Linked DNA regions of Anas platyrhynchos: region 2 is linked to region 1. The links are chromatin contacts, called in public Hi-C maps. All regions are on one chromosome and are shown on one strand. The core of a region is the stretch at or near the end of the contact, and the rest is flanking DNA. Distances in the headings are between cores, read along the strand shown. Region 1 overlaps SUGCT (succinyl-CoA:glutarate-CoA transferase). Region 2 overlaps LOC106015519 (a long non-coding RNA gene).

Region 1 (7,802 bases), core at 1,445-3,944:
ATTTTTGGACCTCATATGGAAAAAAATAATAATAATAATAAAATAAATAAAGCAGGAGAACAGACAATATATACGAATTTTTGATAAACACTATTATTCTGCCACTCGTCATTTTCAGGATGTGGTGCACTAATTTAATGCTAAGCAACAAGATGATTTGTACATCTGTTAATACTTAGATACTGGAACCTCATTTCCACAATGTTACATTTCATAGAAGACATGCTGTATATACAATGTCCGCTTTGTAAAATTCTTCATATTATTGAACATTATTTTTCCTAAATCTTGGGATTTGCACTTTTTTTAGATGACAGTGTTTTAATTTATCTTTCCAGGTGAAATTCATGAATCCTAGCACAGAAGTTTATCAGCAGGTCTCATGTGTCCGTGAAGTAACACAACTTCTACTTTAAAGGCTAAAGTTGGACTTGAGTGATGAATTAAGCCTTGTGAAGATGCTAGGCTCAGCAATCAGTATCAACTGAAAGTAACTCACAACCCTCTTGATTCCTGTGAACATTCACAACCTCCAAGCGGAGATGCTCTTTACTAACAGGCCCTACCAAGTGTTTCTAATAAGTACTATGTTACTATCTCTGTTTATTATTTTGCATTAAAACAATGCCTACTGACTTTATATGCACTGTACAAATGTATACTCGGTGAATTCATTAGGCAAAGGCAGAGAAGCACAGTATTATGGCAATATACTTGGGCTAGAGTATGAAAAAAAAATACTTTTGAACATACTTCTGCCCTTCAACCCAAAGTTTTCAAATGTCAAGGCCTGTTGAGATTTATTTTAGAATTGTTGCAGAAGAGTCTGAGGAAACTGCACACTAGCAATTTCTTTTGTGAGCATGTGGACCTTGGGGACCAGAAGTTAGAAAACAGAGCTAAGAAATTGCAAACACCAAGTGGATTAAAATATATATATATATATATCAAGCAAATTACACACGAGCACTTACATGCTGGAAAAAACCCACACACATACTCTAAAACAACCAGAGGATGGGTGGAAGCCACTATGGACTTGTAAAGTACAAAGACATCGGTGAGCATGCAAAGACATCTAGGTCTAAATACAGTGCTGGACAATATCAATTTAAGTAAGGCCATACAGGTTTATCAGCTGAATATCATCAAAAGGACTTACAAATTATATGCCAATATGTAAGAATACCGTCAACTACTTAAGGGTCATTTCAATATTCTCTTTAACAGCCCAGATACTGAGAAGAAAGTAGCTTTATCAGATCTGAAGATGACACAAAACTAGAAAGAATTGCAAGTACTGGACAGGATAGAACAGAAAATAATTGGGAAATGAAGTCTGAAAAAAAGATGGCAAAATTCAACAAGGGAAAACAATTGGGAAGTTCTAAAATTAGACATGAAAGATTCACTCCACCGATACAGGAGAAAAGGATCAAGAAGTCACATTTCAGAAACTGCAAATGAATTAACAACAGTCTCCTTTGCAACAGCAGGATAACATTAAATTGGCACTTCAGAACATCAACAGAACCCACAAGATTCATGAAATAATCTGTTGTACTTCAAGATGACAAAGCTGGAGTTGGAGTAATGTGCCACATTTGGTTCTGGTTGCCACAAAAGTGATGTGTTCCAAAAGGAAAGCACAGAGAAAAACCATAAGTTCTGGAAAGCATGATCTCAGGGGAAAGACTTAGGAAGTTTAGAAAAGCTAGCACATAATGACATGAAAGACTACTGAAAAGAGGAAGGAATCTGGCTTCTGCATTAGAAACCTTATCTTAATGTCTGATCTGCCTCTTCCTTGCTGTGATTTTCTTGCCTAGTATGCCACGGAGATTAAATAGACAGTGAAACACTAAAATTAAGTGTCTGGGAGGTTATGGGGTCCCAGAATAAGTCAGGAAAATATCTGCGGAGAGCAACATTGTTCAAGATGATCTTACATGGAGAAGGTGTAGCACCATCCAAGACTGTTTTTCTAGAATTTTTCCCTGCTTGCAGCATTGAAGCTAGATCACATACTTTTACATGACACTGCTCAATGATGCGCTGTCAGACTCTGAAAGATAGCAATAATTATTTATTATTTAAGAATCTCTGAGGGGTTTGAAAAGGTAACAGTGAAAAGATAAAATAATTATGCATAAATGCTAAGAGGTATTACTAATAACACTCTCTCAAATGAAGTACCTGATCAGATTCTTAATACATAGAACTCTTCCTGCCCAGGGGCCTCCTCATGTTCTGTGGAATAAATTAAACTTCAGCAAACACTATATGTATTAAACAAAACTCAGATTCTTTCACAATTCCGATCATACGACAGTATTTTTACTTCTCATTTAACCTTCAACTTCAACAAACTGGTAAATATAAACCTGGTATGTAAAAATGGATAAACTAAGACAAATCAAGTAATATCTAGAATTAACCTCAATACATTCACTCCTATATATAAAACTCTCAAGCCAAATAAAATGCTGTAAGCATTTATGCAAGGAGGAAGAAATTATTATTTGTGGTTTTGCTGAAGCACTAAAATAAGAATTGGGGTTCATTGTTCTATACCCCATGCTAAATTAAAATGCCCTCTCTGCCCCATTGAGCTAAGTTAATAGCTAAAAAAGGCTTTGTTGCATTGTTACAACTATTATTCATGGTCAAAAGTCTCTCGCCATTATCTCAACCCCACATTCCAAGTATAAATTTGACAAGGTCAAAAAATTGTCTCTGTTTAGAACAGACATTATCATACAGACTGACATTGATATTTATGTTTTATATTCTTTGTCTTTATATTAGGTTTTAAAAAAAAATACGTAGACTCATCTAATGCTTCTCTACTTGAAATCACATCAACTTGCTATTTATTTATATTATGGCCATTCCACGTGACAATCAATTGTTTTGATACAGAATCACAACTAGTATTAACTTTCTGCATACCAGTTGGAAAACAAATTAGAGATTAACTCTGTGTCTGATTATTATTATTATTATTATTATTATTATCTAGCAAAGAATAGCCTTTCTACTAAGATAACTTAACTTCTACTTTTTACCTTGGTAGCCATCTAAAACATAAAATAATACAATTTGTGTCTTCCATATCCTTGCTGGACAACTTTATTTAGAATCTCAGAGCTCATTTATCCAGGAAAGAAAAGATGACTACTGATGTTAACCAATGGGTATTTTGAAAAGATCATTAAAGCCACACACGAACATACTCTTTCAAATTCAAGTACCCTAAACTTGCTGTAGATGACAAAACAAGACAACAGTCAGACAACCATCAGACAACAGTTTTGTCTGCTGCTAACTCAGATTCAGAGATCACTTTAGTATTGAGTGACCTTACCTCTGCAGGTTTCACCAAACTGGAAATGATCAATAAAACTATTCTGTAAATTATACACACACACACACACACACAAAAAAAAAAAAAAAAAAAAAAAAAACAGAACACAAAGGCACAAAGGAACCCCAAGAACCTTTTAATAGTAAATCAAACTGAAGTTGCAGCCGGTAACTAATTAGCAGTTTCGGCATAGAGCTATGTGCTGTTCTCCTATCCTGCAGCTGAAAACCCAAGAAGGATGAGATACAGCAATATGTTGTTGTTAACTAATAAAGCAAACTATTCCCAGCTGTCTTTCAGAAGTGATAGCTTTTTGTGTTACTCAGAAACACAAAGAACTCACCTGAAGCACTCTGTCAAGATCTGGACAGCACAGCTGAAGAGGTGAACAAAGTAGAAAAAATGCCAGAGAGAAAAACAAAAATTACAAGAGGTGGAAAAAATACAGGGGGGGAAATGTGAATACGGGTTGGGGAAAAAGTGAAGAGTTGGCCTCACACAAACCAGCAAACAGTACCTTATAGAGGAGCACAAATTACCTGTATAGAAATGTTTGCTATAGACAACAAGACAATCAACTTCTGCAGTACACCACTAACAACAGAGTAAAAATACTTTTCCTAATTTAGGACATCTTCTAAGCTGACAATGAAATTATTTCTTTTCTTCCTCATAGTGAGCTCAGAGGACCCACTTATGGGTTTAACAAGACCATAAAACATATTCCAGAATTTCCAATGTAGAGAAATTGGGACAGACATCTATCAAAAGTAGCTTAGAGCTAATAGAACAAAAGTGGAGGTGACAGCAAGATAACCAGTTGAAATCTCCTTGGGGCCACAGGTATAGGATTGCTTTCTCTAGATTAATTTACATGACCAGGGTAAACTTCAGTCAGCAAATGCTCTGTTTTTAAGTGATTGTCAGGAAGTACAGTTTTGTCAAAGCAGATAACTACTTTTTTTGAAGGTAAGCGTCTCTTACCTTCACCCTTACCACTCTCGATATAAGTGAATTGAAGTTCTGTAGCTAAAATCCCACTTCTCTTAAAAAGCAAATGTATCAAAACTATTCTGATATTAATAAGGGTTTAATAATAGACAAAGCCTCAGGTTACATTTTCTTACTTCTTAGCATCAAGGTTTATTAGTGAGGGTATTGATTAAAAAATAATACCTGTTTTAGCATCATGCAGCATTATGTTTGAATGTAGCATAGGACACAAGAAACAACATTAAAAAGCCCTGTAATTTAAAGCTCATTTTCATAAGTAGATTTAGCACTTAAAACTTCTGTGGTTTTTTGCAAGACAGCAGGACTTTGGCTTCTTAAGCGTATATACTGCTTTGGAAAACGGAACAGAAGCTACAAAGTCATTCAGCTCTTTCAAAAAAATGCCGCCCTTCCAATTAAACTGCCTGCACACTGGAGGATCACTGCCACTACTGCACTGGAGCTAGGCTTATCACAGCAGTACTGCAATATTTTTAGAGGAAAAAAAACGGCACACACCAAATTTATTAGTATACATCAGTTCTAGGGAATTAACTTAATGACCAAATTTGCATGACGTGTCAAGCTCATTGTGAAAAGAAAGGGCCATCCTACAAAGTAGCAATAAAGTTCTACACTAAATCTTTACTCAGTAGTACTTAATACCAAAACTAAAAATGCCAAACGAGCTTCTTAAACACCAGTGACTCACAGACTGCCCCCTCTGTGAACATACTCACAGGATATCTGTTGTAAGATCTCCCATCAAAAAACATGAGAATAAATATGATTTATACAGCAACTCCACCAGTTAAACCAGCTCTGGATGGTCATGTTTCAGTTTCACGGTGACAAAACACAGACCTCTTACAGGTGCATTAAATGTGAGCAGAAATGTAATTCTCATGATGAGAAAAGGAAGAATGTAGCAATGAGATGTGGGGAACAGGAATTTTTCTAGGGAAGTTGATGCTATGTGAGTGTAAGCGTTTTACATTCTTGAGGACAATATGCAAAGGAGTGAAACAGTTCCTAACACAGTTACGTTTCTGATGGCAGATGGTTCTCTTGGCTGGATAGTGGTAAAGGTTCTTAATCAGGTCTAGTAGTATGGCAAACCTTCACATTGCTGAAAGAGAAGCATCACTCCATTAAAAGCAAGTTCATAATCAAGTGTTAATCCCCACGCAATGTAGCATTTATCATTTTTCATGCAAGTGCTCATTCCAAGAGATTATCACTTCCCCATCCTGCCCTCTGGCTGACTACACAGGGCAGAGAAATTCTTTATTCCATACAGGAGGGGAAAGGGAGGTTGGAGGAAGCTGTGATGTCAGGCTTCCAGTTTTGCTGTAGCTACCCCAATGTGAAAGTGGGAAGGAGCACAGGCCAATCTTGCAGCAGTTGCTCTTCAATGAGAGTATAAATAATAGATTCCCAAAAGCTGTCAAGCAATTAGTGACACATGCCATTCTAGAAAGACGGAGAGGAGAGGGCTCAAGCACATCTTGCTAATGATTTCACACCTGTATAGATCCCACCAGCTTGCCTGCAGGAATGATCAGATGTACCTCTGATTTTTCCACTCAACATAGCACTTCATGTAAGCTTGCTTGAAGTGATTCTATTTTAAATGTCTTAGATATTAATAAAGTGACACTAATCAATAGCTGTAGTTGTAGCTACAGTTTCATAGTTAAGATCCCTAAGTATATAAATCCATTTGTGCAAGTTTATGAAATTCCAGATGATTTTCCTAATTAGATATGTATACTTCTAATGAACTGCCCTTTGAGGTGTAAATAGCTTTGAAAAGAATAAATTTCAAGTTGAATTATATTACTAACAAGGTAATTTTTGTTTCCTTAGGGACATAACATCCTTACTTCTACGATCATATGGCTCCTTACAGAACAGTCATAGACTATATACAGCTCATCTGGGTGCTCTTATATAAGATATTAGTTCATGCAACAATGTAATGATATGTAAAAACACAAAGTCCTAGACTAATAGGTATGTTAAACCCATCACAGAGACAAGCAGATGATTTGTACCATGCCACACTTACACATAAAATCAGTAGCACTGCCTATACAGAAGCAGTTAATAATGCAGATAATTTGCATCTACCATCCTAAATAGATCCCTAGAAATAAATGCTGCAACAAAAACTAGATTACATGAATGACATCTAGTGGACATACCCTTTCATAACAATCAATATTTTCCAACCAAAACTGTCACGTTTCACATAATAAAAGCACACACCTGAGCATCAATTAAATAATGGTAAGAATGTTAATTATTTTTTTATTTGCTCACTATTCTGTCCCTATAAAGTTTATATCATCATGTAGACATGCCTTAATCTCTCCTGTGCCTTACGACTGAGTATTATTCACAATAAATTACCAGTTCCTTGAATTCTTAAGGAAATACAATCTCAAAAAGTTTCTAAGATTGTGGACACCTTACCCAAGTCCTCACTTCTGTCACAAAAAGTAACTCCTTCATGCTTCATTCACGAACACAGGTCAGAAAGAGCTAATTTGTCCTGCTTGTACAATACCTTGTACAACATATCATGACGTGTTTTTTTGTTGTTGTTTCTTGTTTTTAAGAGCTCCTGTCTATGATAGCAACACAAATAGCCATTTATGTATTCAGGATGATTATGTCTGGAGTCACTGCACATGACGCTGTACATGGGTTTCTGAGATCTCTTTCAGACTGTTTAAACATGTTTATACAAACGTCTGCAGTGCGTTGTTATACAATGATTGTGAAAAGCACTTTCCTGAGAACAAAAGCGAAGTTTATTCTTCTGCTCTGGATCTAACAAGCAGATTAAAGGAAAACAGTGATTCAGTTGCAATCGATATCTCCCCTACAAGCCCACTGATCATATTTTATCCCTTTCCAGCCAGCAATAATGTGAAAAGAGATCTTCTGATCAGGGCTCTGCTATGCTTCCCTTTCTAAAGATTACAATTTGACATGGATATACCTACCCACAATGTTCAGTAATCCTGCAATACCTCTGTAGACTAACCATGCTGCTGTAATACAAACTAGATCCCTCACATAGCAATGGAGAAAACAAGGAACCAAAGAGGAGACAAATATGTATACTAAATGACTCTGAATGCCAGTAAACCCATGTTTTGATCCTAGACGACTTCTCATGAAACACGGGCAAGTGACAGACTAAAGATCTTAATGTACACCCAGTTTAAATGACTAAATATGAGTTCAAGGTACAGAAATGTTCTGTGACAAATGTTCTGACAAAAAAATAGCCTTGCAAAACAGTCCTGTGACATTTCCCTGGAGGAGATGAAAAATGAGACAGTATTAACTATCAGCTATCATTCCTAAACAATAACGATGATTATCCAAAGCTATTTTGCAAATTCAAAGTATTGCATACTCATTAAAA
Region 2 (7,802 bases), core at 3,487-5,986, 570 kb before region 1:
CCATGTACAAGGGGACAATCACTTCCCTAGTCCTGCTGGTCACACCATTTCTGATGAATTATCATGTAGCTTAAAGTATTATGTAGCATAATACTTTATCACATATAGACATATATACATATGTTTAATACAACATATAGACATACATATTGTGAATATATAGTAACAATACATAGCATGTACTTTATGTAGCACAATGCTTTCCTTATATAAATTAATTGCATTCTAATTGAAAATGTATTTTAGAAGATTTTTTGTTTGTTTTTAGCTGCAACTAGAACACAGAAATGGAAGATAGTCTGACTTCAGGATGGGTCATATGCTTAGCAAGGCAATAAACAGTTCTATGCTAACTAAAAATAGAGCACACTCCCTTTCATTCTGCAGTCAGAAAGCTTTCAGAGATACATGTACTTGTCTCCCCCTTAGTTTTGCATTAACTGAAATACAGTGTTTTATTAGGAGAGGGTAAGCAAAGAGCATTTAAATCACCACAGTCCTGGGATTTTAGGAAGACACCAGTGAACAGAACCTTGCAGTCTCAGAAAGAGAAATATGATGATTTCAGCAGTTTAAGAAAAACATAGTAACATATAGGTATTGAAAAAATCAGCAAATGACAGCAAACGACAAGAAGAGTTTTTTTTTTTTGTTTTTTTTTTTTTGTTTGTTTTTTTTTTGGCTTAGGATATATGCTTAGATAAAAGACACAATAGTTCCAAAGAACACAAATGAAAAAATCCTGATTCAAGTTCATGAAATGACAGACTATGGGAAAAGCAGGAGAGAATTTGACCTAAAAACCTATTTCTTAGAATATGATTCCTACTCTAAAATTCAAAGAGAAGCCAAAACTAATAAACAATTGGTACAGTGTCGATGTTTATTCATATCAAATCATGATGTGCAAGGCGAAGAATATCAGCAGTTCAAGTTACTGGCTGAACACCCAGTGAGGTATATCAGTTGCTCAAAACATTCACAGGGCACTGAGATGGGTGAGAAAGCCCTCAGTTATTTCCCTCCCTTAAATGCAGGACAAAAGGCGTGTGACTGGATCTCCAGAGTGCACCACTGAAGAGAAGTGGCTTCTTCAGTGTTGATAGCACTGAATGCATGAATGCAGGCATTGCTGTTCAGGTCACAGTTATGCAAACCAACATGAATAGCACATTCACAGTTCTGTTAAACAGCAAAGGAAAAAAAAATAAATCTGTGAGGAATGACAGACAGACAACCATCCTCCAGCCTGACAGCGTCAACCACAACGCCAAGTCAGACCATCCACCCGAGAACAGACCAAAGGTGCCTCAAGCCTGGAAGAAATGATGCGGTGGGGTTTTGCTCACAATCACAAAGGGCAGACACAGCTGCCCCAGCCACCTGTGTGGGATACCAGTGGCACCCCAGCCAGGCACCGGTGTGAAGTGAGGCAGAGAAACTGGTCTGGAGGTGAGGATGAGAAATCAGGTACCGCAGACAGATTTGCACTCTCATGCCCACACCTGCCTCATGCACCCAGTTGAGTCTCTAGGGAGAAGAAGAGAAGTGGCAACTATCAACAGGCTGGGTTTAATAGGAATGGAGGAAACACCATGTAAAACATATAAATATGATCTTTTCACATCTTTACTAAACTCTCAAACAGAAATGTTGAGATCTGAAAAGTGCCTTTAATTTATTTAAGTTTTGATTGAACTACTTGAATATGAGTGTGGAAGTGGCAAAATGCCAGGTGGAATGGGCTTGTCCTTCATGATGTGGTTCTTTTTTGGGGGGATTTACCCAGTCAAATCTGTTTGCTCCTCCAAAGTATCCCTTTTATGAAAAACTAGTCTCAGGTATTGCAACAAGCAATAGCTATGACAGTGAAATAGAAATAAAGTATGCAGTGTCAAATATTACACTAATGACTTGAAGTTGTTGCCATCTGCTTTCTATATCCTGATCAGAGTAAAATGAGTTTAGTGATTGCAGTGCTGTTCCGGCAGCACAGAAATCTCCAAACAAAACAAAGCCAACACCAAACAAAACCAACCAAACAAAAACTACCATCACAAACTGTATCACTCTTTCTGCACTTGGTAGGGAGGTCAAGTATTTAATAGACACTGAAATGATCTAAGGTCACATCCAAACAATCCTCTTCCAAAGCAGGTTGGAGGAACAGCAGAGGGATGATGAGGGAAAATGTACATTAAACACAATTTGGTCTTCGAGTACACAGTTAAGGTTGGTTTTGCTTTGTGTTAGCCAAAGACAACAAAACCCATAGCTGTGTGATAAACCTCTTTTGAGCTAGCTGGACAGAAATGTCCTTTAAATTAATCTAGGGGGAAAAAAACTCCTTCACTTAGCAACAGTCTCTTAGTCCCTCGGCCTTTCTGAAAGCCTATCCCTCCAAAAGAGGTGCCTCTTGTCCTCTCTGTTCCTTCTGGGCTGTCAGCTGGGAATTGTAGCTCTCGGCTAATTTCCAGTATTTGGGTACTGTTTTGTTATACAGCGGGACCAGCTATTCCCACAGGTCCTTCAGAGGGCCACATGCACCGTTATACTTCACTATCCCATGCTGTCAGTGTAAGACTGTCCATGTTCACTACAACGGCAATAAAATTACTTCTGAAAGAAGAATGCATACCCTTCCCACCCCCCACCCCCCGCCCCCATGCTTGGGACCCTAAGCAGAACCTTGTGTCCTGATGGCCAGTCTGTGAGCTGCTGGGCATAGCTTCATGTGAAATTTCAGGGCACACAGCTCCCTGAGCGATCAGATCTGATACCACTTCATTTTGCATCTGCAGAAGTTTAACACATCTCAGATCTTTCCGACAGCACTGGAGTTTTTGCTGATGCTGAGAACATTTTGCTGCTAGTTCATATCCTTTCCTGAGGAAGCACAGAAAGAGAAGCCAAGGCTTTAATTCTTCTAAGCTATTCTTTTTGTTTTTCTTTTGATACCCATTTTTACCCATAGGCATCTTGGTTGCTAGCTGTACTTGCCAGTCCCACAAGCACTTTGTAGCCATTCTCAAAGGAAGCTTCTTCCTCGTCATGTCTAAGTCTTTGCTTGCAAGGAGCTCATTGAATAAAATATGCTCAACTCTAACATCTCCTTACCTTTTCTAATAAGACATACTTCTCCAACCTTCTGCAAGTTTCTAGGGTATGCAGGGTACTACCCACAGCACTGCAACACACGTTGTGCAGTCTGGTTATTGTGGGAGGAGGGCTGTCTGGGTGACCCTCCTTTGGATAATGAAATACCACAACCAAAGCTTAAATACTGTGCTGACAGGAACTTTGTGAATACAAAAGAAAGACTCACAGGTTGGTAAAACCAGCAAGGATCACAAAGAGCACATACTCACACCCTAGGGTGGTATTTGTGCTTGGAAGAACATCTCTTTGCTTCTGTTCCTGCCTTGAGTGAAAAGGGGCAGAAACAAGACTAGAGCAACGATCCACAACTGAAATGTAAAAGTGCTCTACAAGGCAAAGGAGTGGTAGGATAAGCGCTACAATAGACAAGCAAGCTCAGTCAGCACATTGTTGCAGGCAGATGACGTGCCAGCAGAAGAGAACAGCAGTCCCAAGACAATTGTGGCTGGCCCACAACCTCAGTCTATGTCAACTCTGTGGCCTGTAAGCCAAAGGTTTGCTTTTTTTCCCACTCCCTTGCATACCACATGGCATCTCCAGCCTTACACAACTACTGACTTCTCCCTGGATCTTTGGGAGAACAAAACAAAGTCGGGAGCCAGACTCCAGATAGTAGCAGACAGTATGTGAGACGTTTGATCTGAGAACTGAATGGCAAGCATGAAGGCTGCTCTGACTCTGAGGAACTTTCCTGCCTCATTTGACCCAGCTTCCCCAAACACATGACAGCAGTGTGCATCCAAGAACAGAGCAATTTCCTTTTCTGGCCATCCAGGTATTTCTTGCACAGCTGTATAGAAGTCATTCTTTTTTCCTGATGCTCTCAGTCTTTATTGGTCCCTGCAGTAAATGACTGTGGTTCATGCACTTCCTATCTTGCTGGGATTCATCCCATAAGAGGCTGAAGAATCCCTTGTGGAATGTTTTAAAGGAAAAAAACAAAATTCTCCACTGGATTACAGCTCATTGAACCTAGTAGAAGGTACTTAAATGAATGAAAATCATACTTAGACCCAGACTGTTGCAAGATCTTTACTCTAGTTTCTGAGTATAACCTTATGAGTTATGCATCCTCTGATAACAGTTACAGTGTCAAAGCAGGGAGATACACAAATTAATTCCTCTCAGCCAAGAAATCCATCATAATGCTGCTCCTGAAGGATCTCCATATATGCCAATATTTAATCAGCATTGAATTCCTCGGATTAACCAGTCCTGGGCCTCCCTGAAGCACCACAGCCCATCAGAACCAGGTCTTTGGCAAGAACTAGCGACTCAAAACACTGCTTCCTTCCCAGGCACGGAGATTTAGCGAGACTGAGGGGGCAAACCCAGGCTAATGCCTATCTCCGCAAAATACCGGCGAGGTCAGAGATGGAAAAAGGTGCGAGAAAAGTCAACCTCCCCCCTCCCCAGCCCCCCCCGGACGGCAAACAACGGGGGACGAAACGACTTTGGGGGAGCTGCTGGGGACAGTTGGGCCACCAGGGCCGGCGAGGTGCAGATGCTCAGCCCCCTCCCGCAGGCTGCGGGGGTCCCCGCTCCAGGAGAGGGCGCTCCAGCACCGGCTAAAGGCGGGCAGTGCCCGCAATCAGCGCCGCCTGCTAATTAATTAGCGCTGCGCACAGGATCGGGCCCCCCCTCCGGGGAGTCCCAGCGCGCTCCGAGAGGGCAGAGGCAGCCGCCGGGCAGAGAGAGGGGGGAGGCTGCAGTCCGCCAGCAGCTTCCTTCCCTTTTCTCTTTCCTTTTGAACCGTGCAGGCCTGATTCTTTGCCGAAGGGATACGTCCGGCTTCCCCCCGGCTGGAATTTAAGAGTAGTAAGATTTCACGCCCTCTTTTATTCCTGGAGGCTGTGAGTTTCCAGGCTGAATCTCCGGCCATACTGCTGCCGGGATGGATGTGCACGGCCCCTGTGCAGCAAGGAGGCAGCCGGGGGGCTCCTGGGGTGCAGCTCCAAACCCTATCCTTCCACAGCACCCTGGGTGCCAGCTGCATCCCCCACATGCCTGCATCAGGCACTAAGGTGCAAAAGACCCACACGCTCTCCCCAAAACAGTCACCTCCCCCTATCCCCAAAGCTGGTATGTACCAGGAGGGTGGGGAGGGACATCCTTGGGCTCTGGTGGTCAGCAGGTCCTCTGCTTCCAGTGACCTCAGAGCCCCTGAGCGGTACGATCTAGCCCTGGAACTGGGCCTGATGTCAGAGCTGGCCCTGCTCCACACAGGAGGGCCCTCCAGATGTCCCTTCCAAACCAGATAGCTCCACAATCCACAGCACTGTGTAAGTATAGAGAAAGCATCCTTGTTCCCATTTTATGCCGCAGAACAGTAAGGTACAGACAGGTAGGTTAGTTTGGACCAAGTCTTGTAAAGACTCAAAGTTTCAGGTGAAGCCAGCCATTGCAGGACCTGTTCGCTGACAGCCTCAGCAGATCACCACCTTCCTCTTTACACTGCCCTGTTAATCCTTTGCCTTCTTTTAATAGCTCTGTTATCAGGGCGGGTGGGTTATATCAGTTTACATATGGGTTAAACTCCTGGATTCACATACATATGAACATCAACAAACAACGTGGCACTGGTTGATAGGCCAGCTAGAAATGTGTCTCAGTTGAAATACAAAGAAGTTTCTTTCAACGCTTGCAGGCAAAGGATTGTCACTGTTTCTCATTGCAGCTGCTCACTGGTGTGGATCTGCTGCCTCACTGACTCTTTTAAGTCACTCCGTAAAGACAGAACTGCTTTATGCAAGTCCCTGAAGCTTAATCAGCCTGGTTTTATTACAGCCTGCTAAGAGAAATTGCCCTTAGCTAATGACTTGATTGTATAGATGTATTTTTTTTCAAGAATATTCTCCTTGCTAAATCTTTTTAAAGTCATTATCAGTGCTATGAGGGGCCAAATTTAACTCAAAACCAGGTTAAAATATAGTAAGACAGGTTGCTTCTTTTTGTTCCCGCAACTGATTATGTGGTGAGAGGAGACACCAGTTTGACCTAGTGGATGTTGCTACGAACTTGCTCTTTGGACTTCCCGGGAGTCCTTGAATGGGTCACTCACTCTGTGCCACGCTTCAGCCTTCCATCTGCAAAAGCTTCCCTGCCAGGGGCACTGTGAGGATTGCAAGATGCTTGAGGACCGCATCAACGAAGGCCGAATAGGTGCCAAGAACAGATACGTATCTACATATCCAGACAGCTACAGACTTATTGTGACTCAATCAAGTTTAAACATTTTAAGATAAAAGCTGCTATTTCAAGCTTCTTAGGCTCAAGGAAATCCATAATAAAAACAAACCATCAACACAGAAATAACTGGGATTATTCACACTCAAAAGAAGTGAGAAAAATCACTTGTCAAGGTCATTTTTGAGACCTTGACAGACTGAGAAGAAAACCAAAAAATCCAATGTATGAAATCCATGACAGAAAAAAGAAGCAAGATTAAAGATTCTTTCTCCATTACTTATTCAAATGGGGAAAAAAAATCCAATGTTTTATCTCCAGCTGAATACTCTGCAGGCTGAAATACTGAAAATGAAAATGCATTTATACATAGTAGGTCCAAATTTACCGTTTGTAAGATGCCTTGATGAATAGGTCTGAATCACAGATTTGGTCCAGAATGTTTACTCTTCAGGGAAAATTAAGTTAATTTTGAGAGCACTGTCTCCCATTTGCCATATGTTTTCAGAGTGCCAGGAGACAACTCTGTCATGATTTGCCCTTTCTTTTCCAGTTCTGAGACACTGGACTAGATGAAACTGATAAATTACAAGCTTGATACTAGTTTCTAACCCACTGGCTAGAGATTTTCCTTGTAAGTGCTGGCACACAGGAAATTATTTTCTTTAAATATTCTGGAGTGACACTAGTAGAGAGTTTTTATTGAAAGGAAATTCTGATCTGGCAAAAGCACTAGATTGGTCTTGTTTCCTTCCTCCGCTCTTGTTTCAAACTCTTAAATATGCAGTCACATGCACCAACATACTCACCACCATTCACCCATAGCCATGCAACCTCTTACTGCAGAGATGGGCCTGAGCCACAAAATTCTGGTCTGAATTCAAAGTCCAAACACATCTCCCTAATTCTGGGGTTAGAGTTTTGCTCAGCCCCAAGCTTAATACAACTACAGTCACAGAAACCGAAGACAAATTAGCTTCCCTAAGCTAAAGCCCAAGCATATATGGGCTTAATTGGATCCTTATCCCCGTAACTAATAACTAAAGGAGCATGAAACACTTTTACACACTATGTGGAAAATGAGCTCTTCAATTCTACCTTAGCCTTATTAACCAGGTTATATTTTGCATGTCCCTGCCCAACATGGATGAGCGGTACACTTGGAATAATTAATTAGTGTTGTTATTATGCACAAGTTACTTGTTGCAAAGAAGTTGCCTGTGATCTTTCCTGGAGGAGATCTGGTGTCCTCTCACTTCTGCATTTCAGTGAGCCCCTTTGGTCTGAAGCTTCCCCCTACCAGGTTGCTTCACTCCTCTGCGTCAGAGTGCACTCACATGGTATGTAAAGCACGTAGGAACGTAAGTGTGGCGTATTTAAGCAGCAGCAAAAACGTCATGTTTATTTTGCAAGATATGCAGTGTTTCATATGCAAGTCATTAACAAGACATAGATAT

Evidence for each region. A called contact is a pair of places that touch in the nucleus more often than the background predicts.
Region 2: a Hi-C map of F1 follicle shows a contact between it and region 1, with 4 times the contacts expected there. The contact joins two enhancer-like sites. A contact is called at or near these places in 3 of 8 Hi-C or Micro-C datasets (F1 follicle, liver and skeletal muscle).

What each region holds. Positions count from the first base shown.
Region 1 is chr2:100,409,778-100,417,579 of IASCAAS_PekinDuck_T2T, reverse strand. All of the region lies in intron 10 of SUGCT (succinyl-CoA:glutarate-CoA transferase), which reads right to left. Among named protein-coding and RNA genes, the nearest start is that of SUGCT, 72 kb to the right of the region's middle. Within about 2 kb of position 2,694, at least 1 of the 8 cell types and tissues checked has an H3K27ac peak or open chromatin away from gene starts, as enhancers often do. A contact at or near this core is called in F1 follicle, where this site is marked.
Region 2 is chr2:100,979,200-100,987,001 of IASCAAS_PekinDuck_T2T, reverse strand. All of the region lies in intron 5 of LOC106015519 (a long non-coding RNA gene), which reads right to left. Among named protein-coding and RNA genes, the nearest start is that of INHBA, 24 kb to the right of the region's middle. Within about 2 kb of position 4,736, at least 3 of the 8 cell types and tissues checked have an H3K27ac peak or open chromatin away from gene starts, as enhancers often do. A contact at or near this core is called in F1 follicle, where this site is marked.